2 separate regions of the Anas platyrhynchos genome follow, and region 2 is linked to region 1. The links are chromatin contacts, called in public Hi-C maps. All regions are on one chromosome and are shown on one strand. Each heading gives the region's core, a stretch centred on a gene start, on an enhancer-like site or on the middle of the called end of the contact. The rest is flanking DNA. Distances are from core to core; before and after follow the strand shown. Region 1 has its middle 270 kb from the start of ID2. Region 2 holds the start of ID2 (inhibitor of DNA binding 2).

Region 1 (2,929 bases), core at 294-2,793:
CCCTCTCCAACTCAAACGCTTTCTAGCTGTTTTGCTGGCAGCTTTAGCAGCATTAATACATTCCAAACTAGAAAAGTTTCTACTTTAATATCTTACAACTAGCTCAATATGTACTGACCTCAAACCCAGGATAGTAGTAATTTGATATTGCAGCTCATTATTGTTACTCCCAGCAAGTTTCCCCTTGAAAGTGCCTGATGCTTCCCCCTCCCTCTAACATGCACCCTCCCACCCTCCATTCAGAATTTGTTTTTAATTGTTGAGGAGAGAAAATTCAGACTGTGAGCCAACAATATATTTCCAGGGGGTACAAGATATTAATAGAGCTACATCGTGGCCCCATATATTGTAATAAACTGTGCTGTAATTTGTTTACCCACCGTAGACAGTAACTAACATTCAGATAAATGGAGTTGGCGCCTGTAAGATTTATGATATACTTCTGTGCTTAGCAATGTTTAATCAGGGAGTTAAAATATTACAGTGTAAAATCCTTTACAAGCATGCACAAACAGAGAACTACCATTAGAGGCTTGGCAGACATACTCGGTGTCAAATAGTACCTCCAGACACTCTCAAAACACAAAGAGGAATATTCAAAGCAGCTACTAACTGACTAGCATTATTTGAGAACCACGTCAGAGCTCATTTTTTTAGGGGGACTTGCTTTTGAAGTGACAGAATGATAGGCAGGGACAAGTGGGCTTGTCTGCAGAGCCCATCAAGCTGAAAGAAGTTGGGCTGGGTGGAAAGCACGGAGGTGGGGGGGTTGGGGGGGAGAGGTGAATTTTGGTCAAAAAGGTGGTAGATGCCTGTCACAGAGCTTAGTGTGTTTGGATAAGACAGGCTAGCATGTGGGGGGATCAGCATGAAGCATCACACCTGGAGGAAAAGACAACTAGCTCCAGCCTCAGTGCCATAAGCCTGGCTCCACGAAGTCTAGCCAACATCTGGAATGGATATCAAGAGACACAGTGCAGCCCTGACTGGCGCTGTACTCTACCTTTGTACTTTTCACTGCAAATTGAAAAGCAAAACAGACATCAAGGATATATTTATATAACTGTCTTCAAGCTGCATTTTCTACTCCCATCTGCTGCACATGATAAGTTTCAAGTGTTTTCTAATAAAAAAAGGATTTTTTTTTTACTCCTTGTTCAGTATACAGACTGACCTTTTTTTTTTTTTTTTTTTTAATTCACAGTTTTAAAGGAACAGTAAATATTTTACAGCCAGAGGAAGTGTCAGCACCGTAAGGCTTTCTGCTATTGACATTATTTAACCACGCTGGCTATTGAGCCAAATGTGACAGCACGTGAGTTTGTGCGTGTGCACACATATTGTGTTCATTTGAGTTTGTACACGAGCTCACTTGTGTGCATTTGGATATGCACATATGCCTTGGAGAGGAACATTCCTGGGAGTTTTTCAATTTATTTTCACATCATGTTGTTGTTATGTCGCAAAGGGGGAGGACAGCCCTATATGTACAAACAGGAGACTCTGTGGTAAACCACTCTCCAGGAGGCATACACAGAAGGAATGCAGCCACCATATCAGAAGGGTTCTGTTTTTTCTCTCTGCTTTCTAGCTATGTAGCTGATGAGATCAGATCAGCCTCCTAGTCAGATTGATTAATTGTGAAGAGAATAACCAGAATGAGAAATGCATATATTTGACTGTGAAACTAATAACTTAATCCTCAAACCAAAAAACATTAAAATGGGCTGGGCTATAGGTGGGTTTCTACAGAGACATAGAGAGCATGGTCCTATGTGCTCTTTGGCAAAAGCCAGCTAGACTCCAAAATACATTGTAGACCACATGGTTAATGACATGTAGGAGTAGCCACAAAAAAAGTGCGCTTATCTCAGGGAGTAAACATCAGCCAGCGAGAGACAGTAGGAACCAGAGATATTTGTGTAGTCCCAAGAAATAATCTCCTCTTGGTATAACGCAGTGGGCCTGATTCTTATCTAGCTCCTGTGTTGGTAAAAATTAGGAAAAGCTGCATTAATGGAAATTATGCCAGAGTATAAATGTTAAGAAAAGTGTTCTTGGAATCCATTGGTGAAAAGTTTCACCAACTCTAATACCATGAATAACAATCCTATAGGAACTAGCTAGAATATCAAAAATGTATTCATTATTACCTGTTGATCTCGTGAGAAAGCAGAATCGTACTGGAAATGGCTCCAGTTGCTCTCCCTCATATTGTAAAGTACTATTTTTGGCTGACTTAGTGCTGTGAACAGGAGCTGGGGATGCAAAATCTATACTTCTCTTCTGACTGCACCAATTCACCTTAAAAGCCTAAAGAACTAGTAATATCTCTGCTTACTCTTTCATAAAATACATATAATTCACCCATTAAGGGTAGACTATGTCTTAAATAATGGTTCTAATTAAGATAAACCAAAATTTTTTGTTGGAAATTTATTGCTGTCTTGCAGCTGTTCACTGAAGTGAAAATATGTGGGTTTTTTTGGTCTTCATGGCAAACAGTACCTTTTTTCTCAAGACAAACTTAAAAGGAAAAGAAAAATAAAAAAGATCTATTTTTATAATTAAAAAAAAAATATTTCCAAAAGTGAAAAATATTGTTTTCGCCAAAATTTCTTATATGAAAACCCCCGTCATTCCTAATTCACCTTACTTGTAATATGATTCAGCTATTTCAATGAAAAAGCACAATATGAGAGCAAATACTATATTTATAGTACAGTAGTAGAAGTTACACACCCTATGCTGTGAGAGCTGGTGGATTTCAAAAGAGCCAGAAGAGGTTCTTAGCTTTGGTTTTTTGGTTTGTTTTTTTTGTTTGTTTGTTTGTTTTTTAAAGAAATATCAAAATAAGTGCAATAGGGAAAGTGGATCATTTCATAATATATGCTAAAAATCATTGCATTAGCTAAAGAAACATATTTGT
Region 2 (2,777 bases), core at 173-2,672, 270 kb after region 1:
TGGGAGAGAAAAAAAACACACCCCAAACTTCTTCAAACTCCTTTCTTTGAATGCACCCGAGACGTGAGGCGGACAAAAGGCGGGCGGGGGGCTGGCCGAGGTATTTCACCTGGCGCGCCGCGAAGCCCCGCACCAAAACCTACGCGGCGGTGCCGATGGCTTGGGAAGGGGCCAAGCTTCACAGATTTTTATTTTTTTATTTTATTTTATTTCATTTCAAGTCCCGTTTGAGGCAATTAAAACCATTCGCGCTTATTCCTCGATAAATAAACGTCGCTAACAGCGGCGAGGGCAGCGCCCCCCCCCCCCCTTTTTCTCCCCCCCCGCCATTTCCCTCAGGCGCCCCAAAACTGAGCGAGGAGTGAGGGGAGGGGGGGGCCGCATTTTTTACCTCACAAAAACCCCCAAAACCCCTCCGGAGCCTCGTGAACCCCCCCCAAACCCCCTCAGCACCCCCTCCCTGAGGCGGGCCGTGAGGCGTCCGGCTCGGGCTGCCCCCGCTGCAGGTGCGCCCGGGAGGGGGAAGCGGGGCCGGGCCCGCCGCCTGCCTGCCGCCTGCCTGCCGCCGCCGCGGGCGCAGCCCCGGTCGCCATGGCAGCCGCCTCAGCGGCGCCGCCGGGCCCGGGCGGCGAGGGCGGGCGGGCCGAGGGGGGGGCGGCGGCGAGGGGCTGATGTCACGGGGCTGGCGCCGCGCAGTCCCGGCCGGCCCCGGGCTGAGGGAGGGGAGGAGCGGGGCCGGGCAGCGCCGGGGCCCCCCCCGGGGGGGGGATGCAAAGGGGGACGGGTGAGGGGTGAGGGATGGGGGGGGGGAAAGGCCGCGGGGCCCCCCACGGCGGGGCTGCTTGGGAAGGGGGAGCCGCGCGGGTAATTAGTGGGGATGTTAATTGGCTTCGCGGGGTTGTTGGCGCCCGCGCGGCGTTTTTTGGGGCGAGTTCTGTCAGTTTTGGTCGTGCGCGGCCGCCCCGCCGGAGCCGGCTCTCCCTGAGGCGCTGCTCAGTGTTAAGTACGGGGATGGAAAACGCGAAGGAGCTCGGCTTAAAAACCTGAGACGAACCCTGCAATTAAACAAAAACAACTCGTTTATTGCTTTATTTCTTTTTTTTTTTTTCCACTGATGTCCCCCTGGCTGCTACCGCCGGCGGCAGCTCCCTCACGGCCGCCCGGCGCTAACGGTCCCAACGGCCGCGCGCAGCCCCGTGCGCTCAGCCCGCCCGCCCGCCGCGCACTATTTACTCCCTCAGCTGAGCGCCCGGGCCCCGCCCCCCCGGCGCCGCCATTGGCTGGGCACGCGGAAGCCCGCGCGGCCCCCACCCCTTCGTGGCCGCTCCTCGAGTGGGCGGGCTCTCGGGATGATTGACGGGTGCTCTCTAGCCAATGGCAGCGCGCGCGGGCCGGGCGCGGCGGCGCGGCGCCTATAAAAGGGGGGGCCGCGCGGCCCCGCGCCTCAGAGCGAGGTGCGGCGGCGCGCTGAGGGAGGCAGGCAGGGCGCTCCGCTGGGCTCCCCACCGCGCGTGCAAACAGCTCGCTCCGCTCCGTGCCCTTCCTTCCTTTCCCCTCACCGCCTTTCAGCGATGAAAGCCTTCAGCCCCGTGAGGTCCGTGCGGAAAAACAGCCTCTCGGAGCACAACCTGGGCATCTCCCGCAGCAAAACCCCGGTGGACGACCCCATGAGCTTGCTGTACAACATGAACGACTGCTACTCCAAGCTGAAGGAGCTGGTGCCCAGCATCCCGCAGAACAAGAAGGTCAGCAAGATGGAAATCCTGCAGCACGTCATCGACTACATCCTGGACCTGCAGATCGCCTTGGACTCGCACCCCAGCATCGTCAGCCTGCACCACCAGCGGCCGGGACAGAGCCCGGCCTCCAGGACCCCGCTGACCACCCTCAACACAGACATCAGCATCCTCTCCCTACAGGTAAGGCTCTTCCCTTGGTGTTCCCGGGGGTGGTGCAGCCGGGATCCCCCCTCTGAAGGCTGCCCGTGCTGCCCAGCAGGCTAACGGCGGGGTCTGGTCTCTGCTCTCTCCCTGCAGGCAGCCGAGTTCCCCTCAGAACTCATGTCAAGTGACAGCAAAGCACTTTGTGGCTGAATCCGACGGTGAGTAGAACACACCTTCTATTTTGCTTAAAATAAAAAGTTCAGATGAAAGTGGTTGGGCTTTGAATGGGATTCCCCCCCCCCCCGGATGACTGTCACATGCAAAACAAATCGCTCCTAAAAGTTTGCTTAGAATTGACTTACTATTGCTTATAATCCTCTTGTTATTACCAATAATCCTAATCCGGCTGTAAAAAAAAAAAACAAAACACTAGCCTCCCAACTGAGTCTTGCAGTCCAAAGTGTGTCTTGCTGCTAGGGTTCATTAAGCAGCACAGGCTGTCTGCTCTGCTACTGCTTAAAGCGAATTCCCTGGTTATCTCTTCTTGAAGTCTTAACTTCCTGGGCCAAAGTGACTGATTAAGTTGGGAATCTTGGCACAATTCCGTGAATTCTGTGATGTGGGATCGTCTGCACTATCAGTTAAATAAGTGACTGCTTTTAATCAAATAATTGCTCTAAGAGGCAGACTGGCGCCTCTGAGCATTGCGTTTGCAGAGATCTAAATAGAGATTGGGCTGAGAATCCTCTTTCTACCCTTTCCCTTGAGTGTATGTTATTTTAATGTTCAATTTGCGCTCTTGAGAGCGAGTGTGTGAGCGTGTATGTGTTGCATCTGGACGCCAGGGTTTGCCCAATCTTTGAGTGTTTGGTTAAATGTTCAAACTGTGGCTTC

The links. Hi-C and Micro-C count contacts between places; a contact is called where the count stands out from the background.
Region 2: a Hi-C map of liver shows a contact between it and region 1, with 2.0 times the contacts expected there. The contact joins the promoter of ID2 here to the enhancer-like site in region 1.

The regions. Positions count from the first base shown.
Region 1 is chr3:104,265,963-104,268,891 of IASCAAS_PekinDuck_T2T, forward strand. No RefSeq gene overlaps it. Among named protein-coding and RNA genes, the nearest start is that of ID2, 270 kb to the right of the region's middle. Within about 2 kb of position 1,544, at least 1 of the 8 cell types and tissues checked has an H3K27ac peak or open chromatin away from gene starts, as enhancers often do.
Region 2 is chr3:104,539,800-104,542,576 of IASCAAS_PekinDuck_T2T, forward strand. ID2 (inhibitor of DNA binding 2) reads left to right here and starts at 1,423. Exons shown (of 3, transcript XM_005014170.6): 1 at 1,423-1,919; 2 at 2,037-2,101. The coding sequence starts at 1,572. The coding sequence ends at 2,093.